Linked DNA regions of Rattus norvegicus: all the other regions are linked to region 3. The links are chromatin contacts, called in public Hi-C maps. All regions are on one chromosome and are shown on one strand. Each heading gives the region's core, a stretch centred on a gene start, on an enhancer-like site or on the middle of the called end of the contact. The rest is flanking DNA. Distances are from core to core; before and after follow the strand shown.

Region 1 (3,726 bases), core at 483-2,982, 410 kb before region 3:
GTGGTCCCTGAACTAGGTGCTGAGCAGACAGGGAACAGGCTGAAGGTTAAGGGATGCAATAACCAGACCCTCTGTGGTTGCACAAGGCTCCAGACACTCTACCTCGTCCTCCTCCCTCCAGGCCTAGAAAGACATCACCACCTGCCTTGTTGGATCCCCATTGCTGGGACCAGACAGGAGCCTGTGCATGGGAAGGAACACTGTCTGCTCCCCTTTTCCTGAACTCCCAGGCCACCCATTCAGCTTTGTGCCTGGCCCTTGGCTCACCCTGGTCGATGGAGTGCTGTGGCAGCTGGCTGAGCTGGCTGTTGACGACCCCTGCATAGGTGCGCAGGAATTCCTCCTCGCTGGCAGTCAGCTGCAGGGTGAAAGCGCTGAGATGAGAGAGGAGCGTGGACCCCGCACTTGCTGCCCCTGCACCTCCCCTCTTGCTCCTTGCCCTCTATGCCTGGCATCTGTCCCAGCAGTCACATCCTGCTCCCGTCCTGGTCCCCGACATTCACATGCCTGCCACTCTGGATCTAGATCAGTGTCTACTCTGGGGTGGGGTAGATATGAAAGCCCAGTCCCCGGCCACACACCAATGGCCATCAGCAGTCTCGGGTTTCTCCATTTCTTTTTCAAAAGATGCCCTGTGCTTGCTCTACTGCTCTCTCCAGTGGTCGCCCTGCCCAGCTGCCCCGTATCTGCCCCAGGAGAGAAGCCTCTCTGAGGTCACTGAGGATCAGAAAGGAGGGGTAAAGTCCTCACCGTCCCTGCCCAAAATAAAAATGGAGTGGAAAGATAACCTCAGCAATGCTCCCTAAAGTGAGCGTGTGGGCTCTGCGTTGGGGATTCCTGAACTGGCAGCAGAGAGATTAATCCACAGGCCCACAGCCCTCCCCAGGAAGTAACTGCAGCTGTACCTTCCCTCCTTCAGGGCAGCAGGCCCTGCTCCTGGACAGCCCCCAGGCACTCACATTTGACCCCATCTTCCTCAGCATGAGCAGCACGCGGACCTTCTGCTGAATGTACATCTCCTCCGGACTCTTCCCGGGTGCTCCCTCACGGTTCATCCCCGTGGCCCAGTTCTGGGGACCCCTGTAAGGAGACGGGGAACATTATGGGGAGACTATCAGGATGAGATATACTCTAATACCAACCCTTGTAAGTGATGCAGCCCTTTCTCAAACAGACCCTCCCCAGTAGGGACCTCATTTCTGAAAGCACAGGAGAGGTTGTAGGGGAGGTGGTGGGCCCTCCATGCCTTCTGACCTGAGGCCCAGGTAGTACAGCTGAGGAGCTCTTATTCCAGAGCAGAGGCTGCGGGGAACAGCCAAGGTTTCTATTCAGAGCCACAGGACGAATGAGAAACGAAGCCCCAAGAGTTCTAGGTTTTCAATGCAAGGAGCAAGCACAAGTAAAGGGACTTGATCAGAGGTGGCTCTCTGGGGCCCTGGGCTTAAGAAACCCAGAGATCAGTAACAATACCCTGTGCAAAGCCCCTACTGAACTCAAGTGGCCAGCTCCTGGGCAAGGCACCAAGGAGTCCCTCTAGAGGGTCTTCCCAGGGCACTGGAAGGGCTGCCATAGCCACCCTCTCACACCCACCCCACCTGTTTGAGGACAGCTCCTGAAGATAGCTGTGAAGGCCAGCGGCTGTGCCCAGGTGTCACTGGCCTGAGCTACAGCCAGCCCGAGAGAGCAGCCCAGAGCCTCCTCCTCCAGAAGGAGCTGGGGGAGAGAAGGAGGATCTAGGGGTTTGGGTTACACACTTGAACTCTTGGACAAGTCAGAAATAACGCAGCAGCTGGTGGGGCGGGGCCTTGGCAGCCCTGCTACCAAGGAGCTGCACTCGGGGAATGAGGGAGCGTGGGACTGACAGGCTAAGGACAGTCCTCACACCATCCACTCTCAGTGGCCCATGAGTCCTAGACGGGGACATGCTGGACGAGGCACTACTCCATGCCAAGGGCGTACCCGGGAATGTGCCAGAGCCTGGGCGACGGCTCCCGAGTATCTGCTCGTCAGCTGCTCAAAAGCCTAATGGGGCCCTCGCCCTGAAAGCCCACGAAACAGGTTGGAAACCTGTCCAGATGGGGCTGACATCATGCTGAATACTTGACACAGCACGGGATTCCTTCTACTGATACAATATCCACCCTTGGAGCCCTAGAATCCACACTCCTTTCTTCTGTCGTCCACTCCCTTCCAACCCACGCTAGGCTCAGGAAGGGGCCAGAGTAACTACTAGGGCCTGGGAAAAGGCACAGTGGCCTCAAGCCTCATCTCCAGGGCACACCCCAGCCTCTGTATGGACTCAATTGCTGCAGAACTCAGCAGAATGTTCTGGGTTCTCTCTCCTTCATCTCACCTGTTCTCACTCTAGTTCAGGCACCAGCACTGCTGCTCTGGGGACGGACCACGCATGGCTTCATGGTGACCCCTGCCTGGACTGAGTATGGATGCTGCGGCTCTTCCCTGCTGTTTCCATCTGAACTACTACTTGGCCTTGGCTCATAGCCCGCTCACACCGTCCACTACTGCTACTTTCTGCTACTGCTACTTTCTACTACTGCTACTTTCTGCTACTGAGTGACTATCACAGTCTACACAGGTCAGGAGAGATGACACCACCCCCACCTAGTCCTTCCTGAAAATCCATGTCCTAGTCCTGGGGTTGCCTGTGAGGCCCCGTGTGGTCAGCGCTGTGCCCTCTGCAGCCAAGCTCTCCCTAGTCTTCTGCTGGTCAGCCTCTGTGTTGGGTTCCACCACCTGGGCCAGAGCTGGCTTCATCTCAGCCTCAAGGTACCTTTCTAGGGGAGCCAATCCTGCGCCCTCACCTCTTGTCACACAGCCCTGTCTCACTGTCCTAGTTTTCTGAGTGTCTTGTTGGAACATCTGCTTATTGTCTCTTTCCTCTGTGCTGGAAGGCAGGCCAGGGTGCGTCCACTCTGCTTGCCCGTTCTCCTAGGGCCTAGCACCAACAGGCACGGGGTAAATAGTGCCCAATGGCTGAATGGGTCTCAGATCTCCTGTCTACTACATCCATACCAATTTGGAAACAGTGTCATTATGTTAAGAGAGTCAAGCAAGCTGGGCATGGTGGTGCTTGCCTCGAATCTCAGCACTTGGGAGGCAGGGGCAGGCAGCTCTCTGTGAGTTCAAAGCTAGCCTTGTCTAAAAGAAATTATCTAAGACAGTGAAGGTTACACAGAGAAATGTTGTCTTAAACAAACAAACAAACAAGCAAGCAAACAAACAGTATTAACCTAGAGTCCCATAAACTAATTTAACTTTTCCAAAGGACTCTACTTAGAATGGCTTGAGCCACTGTGATCTCCAGAAAACACTGGAAGTCCTCCACAAAGCCTTCAGACTGGGAATCGGAGCTCCCATGAGCAAGATCTTCCAACTCTGCTCTGTGCGCAAAGGCCCAGTGGGTCTCAGTGGATCTAAGTTGGGTCTCAGTGGCTTGGCCCCTAAGACGCATTGACACGCCAAGAACAGCCACTAGGGGCCACCATACACAAACGCATGGGAGCTTTCCTGTTAACCCAAGGAGGATCCTGCAGTGCAGTGCTGGCTGGAGAAACGCCACTGTTGAGCATCATGCAGTCATTTTACACAGGGTGCATATTACAGCGCTCTGACCCGCAGCTTCACCCTTCCACCCCATGGACTGCACAGCCCATCCTGCTCGCTGCGGCCCAGCTGTGAGCTCTCGGGGTTTACAGCAGCAGGGCT
Region 2 (3,609 bases), core at 62-2,561, 310 kb before region 3:
GATACACAAGCCAACAGGAAGTACTTTAGCTGGCACGCCAGGAGGTCTTTCAAGGGATTTGGTTGCTTGTTTTTATCTGGGGTCTCACACAGTATAAGCTGGCCTTGACTTTGTATCCTCTGCAGTCTCTTCCAGATGCTGGGAGTACTGACGTGCTATTTCACATCTGGCTTGCCCTTGCACAGGCAGCCTGGTGCTCCGGAGCGGTGCTCCAGTTAACTGACAGGGTGTACTTGGGTGGGTGTGAAGAAACTGGATTAAGGGAGATAGATCACCATAGACCTATCATCAAAGACCTTGAGTGACAAGTTTTAAAAGTCGGAGTTTGGTTGGCTGGAGAGGTGGCTAAGAGCACTGGCAGCTCTTCCAAAGGACCCCGATTTAATTCCCAGAACTCACATGTCAGCTAACAACCATTTGTAACCCCGGTTCCAGGGGATCCAACACCCTTTCCTGGCCTCTGTGGACACCAGGTGTGCAGGTGGTACGTAGACATACACGCAGGCAAAATGTCTATACACATAAATAAAAATCGGGGGCCGGCAAGATAACAGTGGGTAAAGGTCCTTGCCCTCCTCTGACAATATGAATTCCACCCCCACTTGACGAAGGAGAGAATTGATTCTCCACAAGTTCTTCTCTAATGTCCACATGTGCAATATGTACACGCACGCACGCACGCACGCACGCACGCACTCACGCTCGCACTGGTTAGACTTGCCCGCTGTGTAAGAGGAAGGTCACACTAAGAAAGTGTGTAGGTTGAGAAAGTGTGTTGGTTGGTTTGACAGAAGCTAGACTAGCCAGAGACAAGCTCTGGGCAAGTATTTGAGGTAATATCTGGATGTAATTAATCGAGGTGAGGAGACCGGCCCTAACTGGGAGGCACCATCGCTTGGACTGAACAAAAGGTCCTTGAGCCCTGCTGCGAGACGCCCAGGCTTTGGAGGGCAATAACCTGGGACTGTGAGTCAGCACAAAGCCTTCCTTCTTTACCTTGCTATCCTCAGGGTATTTTTCCATAACAGTAGAAAGGAATGTAGGCAGTAGGGTACCTGCAAGATCAGAGAGGAGATAGGACTGTTGATGGGGGAGGATCTTGGAGGGAGATGCAGATAAGAAAGTCCCGGTAGAGAGCCCTGGGCAAGTCTCCTTAACACGCTAGGACTCCGTCTGGAGCAGAAGCATCCATTGAAGATGAGGAATCCGCAGTTCAAGATAACTAACTGGTGAGTAAGGCAGGATGGAAGGTGAGGACTGTGCTAAGATGACCGTCTCCAGCTGCTGAAGGGGGAGGAAGCCCACAGGGAGAAGGCAACGTGGTGGAAGCCGGAAGTGAGGCTGCAGCTCCGTGAAGGGGCGGTGCCTGCTCAGCAGGGGAGTAGACAGAGAGATGGCGGGAAGCCGAGCACGGCTTTTCAAGCCTAAGGGGCCACCCAGATGGGAACAGCATTCTGAAACCGGGTTGAAATCCCAGCATCAGGAATCTCAACGCAATTAACATTCCCTGTCATGGTGGCCAACATAGAGACAGTGTGACCCTTAGGCTTTAAGCACAGTTCATTGATATTTTAACATTTTATGTGGAAAAAAATTACACACACACACACACACACACACACACACACACACACACACATTATGTTGGGCACCTTCACAGCAAATGTTAATTGTGCTGCGGCTCTAGAAACTGAGGCTTCAGCTAGCGACTCCTTTTATCTCCCACGTCAGGATGATTTTCCCGATCGTGCCTCAGTGGGACTCAGTAAAAGAACATCGGACAGACTAGGACTTAAGTGTCTGAGGCCAAAGCGCCACAGTTTATGCCCGGAAATAACCGAATACTTTTAGGAGCCAAAGGAAGGACTTCCGTGAAGGCAGGGACGTGATAGCTGCACCAGGCGCTGGATGCAACTTCCCTCCCATGGCTCCCGCTCCTTCTCTGCAGGCTGGCGCCAGCTGGCGGGGCTCACTGGGCTCAGACTGGAACGAATGGCCACTTTGAGTTTCAACTCCAAGCGTCCACCAGGGGGAGGCTGCAGGACCTCGCTGTGCAGAGCTGAGAAGGGCTGCCACGTGTCGGATGAGGACTGCGTGGAGCCGCGGGGTAGCGAGGAGGCTCTGTCGTTCCCCAAAGCAAGGGCTGGGTTCTCCGTGCAAAGGTGTAATGACACGGAGAAACGGCAGATTTTATGGAATAAAAGAGGAAGCTTCTCGCGACGACGCTTCTGCGAGGTATCTGAACCAAGCCAGCTTTCCTGGGAGGATCAAGAATTTCAACTCCTGGATTCCAGGAGAGCAGGATGGAGAACAATGGGAAGTCTGTGGTTAGGGAGGGGACCTGCAGTTCCACACGCGGACACCGGAGGGGAGGCAGAGGACACTTGGTCCTTGGTTTTAATTCATTTCTATTTATTTATTTATTCCTGCCTAGTAGGAATGGAGAGATCTGATCTTTCAAAAAAGAAATAAATAAATAAAAGCAATCAAACAAAAACAATTTTAAAAAATTAATATTAGTATACACACACAAATCCTTTCTGGGAGTAGGGGGTTGGAGATAAGGTCTCACTTTGTAGCTCTGGCTGGCCTGGAACTCAGTATGTAGATCAGGCTGGCCTCTGCCTCCCTAGTGTTGGTATTAAATATGTGGGCCACCATACCCGGTTTTTTTTTTCTTTTAATTAATTGTGGATGTGGGGGGGGGGGGTTCGGAGACGGCTCAGCACACAAAGGCACTTGTCCCTCAGTTTGTGGTATCTGATAGGAGGACAGAACGGAGTCCTAAAGGTTGTCTCTGATCTCCACACCTGTGTTAGCATTTGCACACAATAAATAAGTGCAAATAAAATACACATAGGGTGGCGTAAAGCCTTAGGGGTCTACTGTCAAAGTGGAAATGTGCTGTCTCACGAGAGCACACTTGGCTAGCTCGCAGAGGCCCTGGGTTCAGGCGAGCATTGCAGACAAGCAAAAACCACAAAAATTGACCGTGTTGGTCACTTCTAACAGTGCAGATGGGAAGCATTACGAACAGCCATACTGCTGAGTGCACAGGTGCACTCCGTGTAATCCCGGCACCCAGGAGGCAGAGGTTGGTGGATCTCTGTGAGTTCGAGGCCAGCCTGGTCTACAGCGAGAGATCCAGGACTACGCAGAAAGACACTGTCCATAAATAAATACATACATACATACATACATACATACATACATACATACATTTATACTGTCAGGTATGGAGACACTTACATAATCCCCAGCACTGGGAGACAGGAAGTACAGAACTCAAGGTCTATGCAGGGAATTCAAGGCCAGTCTAGGTTACACAAGATCTGTCTCGAGCATGCAAATGAAAACCAAACTAAAACAAAGGATGTTGTTCCTCCTGCTGTGCCAACCCCACTAACTGAAGAGTGCTTTCTTCATTCCACATGAGTGCTATGTCCCCATTGGACACCCACTCTCCAGACCTGGGAACCACCACGTGCTATCGGTCTTTTTTTTTTTTTTTTAATATTTATTTATTATATACACTGTAGCTGCCTTCAGACACACCAGAAGAGGGCATCAGATCTCATTACAGATGGTCGTGAGCCACTGTGTGGTTGC
Region 3 (3,626 bases), core at 112-2,611:
TTAAAGATGCCTTTGAGCGAAACCCAGAACTTCAGAACCTACTGCTAGATGACTTCTTTAAGTCAGCAGTCGACGACTGCCAGGTACGTTGTTGGCAACGGGTGGTGCTGTGTGCTCTGGGTCTCGTTTAGTAGCATTGATGTCTCTCTGGAGTCTGTCCTGGAGACCGGAAGCTCAGTGTGTCTGGGGCAAACCCAGCCGCTGACCTTCTGCTCTCTGCTCAGGACTCCTGGCGCCGGGTGATCAGCACCGGGGTGCAAGCGGGCATCCCCATGCCCTGCTTCACAACCGCCCTCTCCTTCTACGATGGGTACAGACATGAGATGCTGCCCGCCAACCTCATCCAGGTGAGCTTGGGAGGGCGTGGTGCCTTAACCTGGCTGGTTCCTAAGGCTGTGTGCCTGCGAACCACCCTGACCAGCTGCGTTCGATCCTCCCCTAGGCTCAACGGGACTACTTTGGGGCCCACACCTATGAACTCTTATCCAAACCAGGAGAATTCATCCACACCAACTGGACAGGCCACGGTGGCAGTGTGTCGTCCTCTTCATACAATGCCTAGTGGGCCTGTGGCTTTGCCCTCCCTCCCAGCGGCAGGACAGCCTCTGCGGCACTCAGCACCCCTCTTTGCCCTAGTTCCTGCTCAGTGCTCTTAGCCAAGTGTTGGCTGTGATCGCCGAAGAAGTCACCACGTGCTCCACCTCGATCTTTTGCGCTGCCCAGGAACTGACCTTGTGCTCCACTGCGTGATGGCCCGCTCCCTGACTGAGCTGTGCCATGTGGGTCAGAGAGCCTGCTGCTCCCCGCACACAGAGGGGTGGGTGGGGTTGTACAGCCGGACCGTGGATCATGAGTGTGGGTTCTGATGTCCTACACCCAGTAGGAGTGTGTGGGGACACTCTTCACTCCTCTGGTGCGCCTGGTAGAAAGGTCTGCACTATTGGGGATTGATTTGATTTGATTTCCTAAGACTCCAACTGAAACAGGACACGTTAACTTAGGGTAATGAGTAAGTCTGGGGAGGTGAGGAGCCAAGGAGTGGGTGGGCAGAGGCTCTCTTGGGTCTTTTCTTACTGGCACACTTGGATGTTCACGTGACATCCGCCCGATCACACACCTGTAATAAACTTTTTAGGCTGGCTTGGCCTCTTTGTGTCTTCTGACCAGTCTGTCGAGGTCCCTCCCTGCTGTGTGGTGGGACTTGCGGTGTGGTGAGTCTGTTCCTGACCGAGGCTTCTCCTCTGTCTTGTTTACTGATTGCATTACCTGGCCTTGGGCCATCCCACTGTGTTAGGCCAGCAGGGACCTCTGCTCTGTGACTGCTTTTTCTGGACAGCTTTAGAGTCCGTCCCAGTAGTGGCCTGAGAACAGAGCAAACACTGTCTGTTTGGACAGCTGGGGCCTCCTGTCTCTGACTTGAGCCTCAGAAGCTTCCAGAGAGGCAGAGCTGACATGGAAAAGCAGTTTTTACTCACCCCTCCTGGGTTTGGTCAATTAGGAATCATGATCCCCTTCCCTCAAGCACCCCCGGAGTAGAGAGTGGGTCCCTGCACCCAAGCTTACTGACTCTTAAATCTTCCTAGATGTGAGGGCCAGGGCTTACCTGCCCTCAGCCCCATGCACAGACTCCTTTGCTTATCATCCTTACTCTGAGGCAGATGGATACTTGGAGAACAGAGGGAATTCTGAGGAGACACAACAGAGAAACCGGAGGGTGAGCTTGAACTAAAGTGAAATCCAAGGGTTGACCAGGGTGAACTCTAGCCCTTTCTAGTTCACCTCCAAGAAGAAGCTGTGAAAAGTCAGGTCAGGTCAGATCTGTAACCAGCCCCCTTTCCTAGTAGCTGTGTGACTGGAATATCGTTTCCTGTCATATCTGTTTTCTCATAGGAAAATGTCATGAGTCTCCATGACAGCAATAGCATTTGGTATTCCACACCTCGGCAGCTCCTTGTGAGGATGTGGTCTGCCTTGTACCAGGGCTCTGCTGTCGCAGTGGGGAGTTCACTGTACAAGTGTTCAGAAGGCCTCTGTCCAGTGTCCCGTGTGTAGCACACACTTAGGTATACTGATTAACAGATTCCCCAGCACGGTGTCCCCCTGGAGAGTGAAAAAGGGGTCCCTGGGGCTGATCCCCCATTCTGCATTTCCAACAAGCTCTCAGCTGGTATCTGTGTTTCCGGACACACATGTCAATGAACACAACCCACAAGAAACCAAGAGGCAAAGCTGCCAGGGGACGAGTGTACAATGAAGGCCATGTGGTTAGGGCTTGAGCTCAGAGCTGTCCTAATGGCACTTCCCGGTGTGCTCTGTGTGTGCTCACGCATGTGCAAGTCCATCGGTTTGTTTGAAATGGTCTCTCACCGTGACCCAAAGCTCAGCCAAGACATTCACCTGCCTCTGCCTCCCTCCACAGCACAGTTTTCAAGTACATACCTGGTGCCTGATGGGCTGTGCTTTTGTTTACATGGGTTCTAGTCCAACCCTGGCAGGGAGTGTGGAGAGTTCAAAGCCAGCCTAGGCATACCAAGACCCTATCTCGGACCCCTACCTTCCTCTAGGTAGAAGGCTGCCCAACCTGTTGGGCTGGTAGTGTGACTCAGCAGTAGAGCTCTCAGTCACCTGGCACAAGGGGTCACCTGCAACGGGGACCAGAAAAGAGAAGGAAGGCGGAGGGGGAGGGGAGGGTTGGTTTTTTGTTTTTTTTTTTTTTAAGTTCCTCTATGTAACTCCCGGGTTGTCTGGAACTCTGTATAGACCAGGTTGGCCATGAACTTGCAGAGATCTGCCAGCTTCTGCCTCCCAAATACTGGGATTAAAAGTTGTGTGTGGGGCTGGAGAGATGGCTCAGCGGTTAAGAGCACTGACTGCTCTTCCAGAGGTCCTAAGTTCAAATCCCAGCAACCACATGGTGGCTCACAACCATCTGTAATGGGATCTGATGCCCTCTTCTGGTGTGTGTGAAGACAGCTACAGTGTATTCACATATAATAAATAAATAAATCTTTTTAAAAAAATCTTTAAAGAAAAAAAAAAGTGGTGTGTGAGCCTGGGGAATCCAATGCCCTATTCTGACCACCAAGGTACACATACATGCAGGCAAAACACCCATATACATAAAAGAAAATCTTAAGAAAACAAAGTTTAAGATCACCCTGAGCTGGGGACTGGAGAGATGGCTCAGCGGTTAAGAACACTGACTGCTCTTCCAGAGGTCCTGAGTTCAATTCCCAGCAACCACATGGTGGCTCACAACCATCTGTAATGGGATCCGATGCCCTCTTCTGGTGTGTCTGAAGACAGCTACAGTGTACTCATATACATAAAGCAAGGGTGAGAGGGGGACTAGGGGGTGGTGATAACCAGACAGTCTCAGGACCAGAGGTGCCTGTCACTAGCACTCATTCTGCAATCTTCAGAAAATACCACCTGCCATAGAGGCAGCAGTGGTGGTGCACGCTTTAATCCAGCCCTGGGAAGAGGCAGGTGGATCCCCCCAGTTTGGGTCTAGTCTGGTCTACAGATTAACCCTGTTTCAAAGAAGAAGAAGAAGAAGAAGAAGAAGAAGAAGAAGAAGAGGAGGAGGAGGAGGAGGAGGAGGAGGAGGAGGAGGAGGAGGAGGA

The links. Hi-C and Micro-C count contacts between places; a contact is called where the count stands out from the background.
Region 1: a Hi-C map of Schwann cells shows a contact between it and region 3, with 9 times the contacts expected there. The contact joins two enhancer-like sites. A contact is called at or near these places in 9 of 12 Hi-C or Micro-C datasets (the A7r5 cell line, the Rat2 cell line, Schwann cells and 6 more).
Region 2: a contact with region 3 is called in a Hi-C map of liver, with 5 times the contacts expected there. The contact joins two enhancer-like sites. A contact is called at or near these places in 3 of 12 Hi-C or Micro-C datasets (kidney, liver and mammary epithelial cells).

The regions. Positions count from the first base shown.
Region 1 is chr5:165,269,582-165,273,307 of GRCr8, reverse strand. It overlaps Ctnnbip1 (catenin, beta-interacting protein 1), which reads right to left. Exons shown (of 5, transcript NM_001173388.1): 3 at 960-1,080; 4 at 268-358. The coding sequence starts at 1,055. Among named protein-coding and RNA genes, the nearest start is that of Ctnnbip1, 26 kb to the right of the region's middle. Within about 2 kb of position 1,732, at least 2 of the 93 cell types and tissues checked have an H3K27ac peak or open chromatin away from gene starts, as enhancers often do.
Region 2 is chr5:165,168,588-165,172,196 of GRCr8, reverse strand. It overlaps a transcript of Rbp7 not described here. Among named protein-coding and RNA genes, the nearest start is that of Rbp7, 7.0 kb to the left of the region's middle. Within about 2 kb of position 1,311, at least 69 of the 93 cell types and tissues checked have an H3K27ac peak or open chromatin away from gene starts, as enhancers often do. A contact at or near this core is called in liver, where this site is marked.
Region 3 is chr5:164,863,351-164,866,976 of GRCr8, reverse strand. Pgd (phosphogluconate dehydrogenase) reads left to right here. Exons shown (of 13, transcript NM_001305435.1): 11 at 1-83; 12 at 225-347; 13 at 443-1,147. The coding sequence ends at 562. Among named protein-coding and RNA genes, the nearest start is that of Cenps, 8.5 kb to the right of the region's middle. Within about 2 kb of position 1,361, at least 33 of the 93 cell types and tissues checked have an H3K27ac peak or open chromatin away from gene starts, as enhancers often do. A contact at or near this core is called in liver, where this site is marked.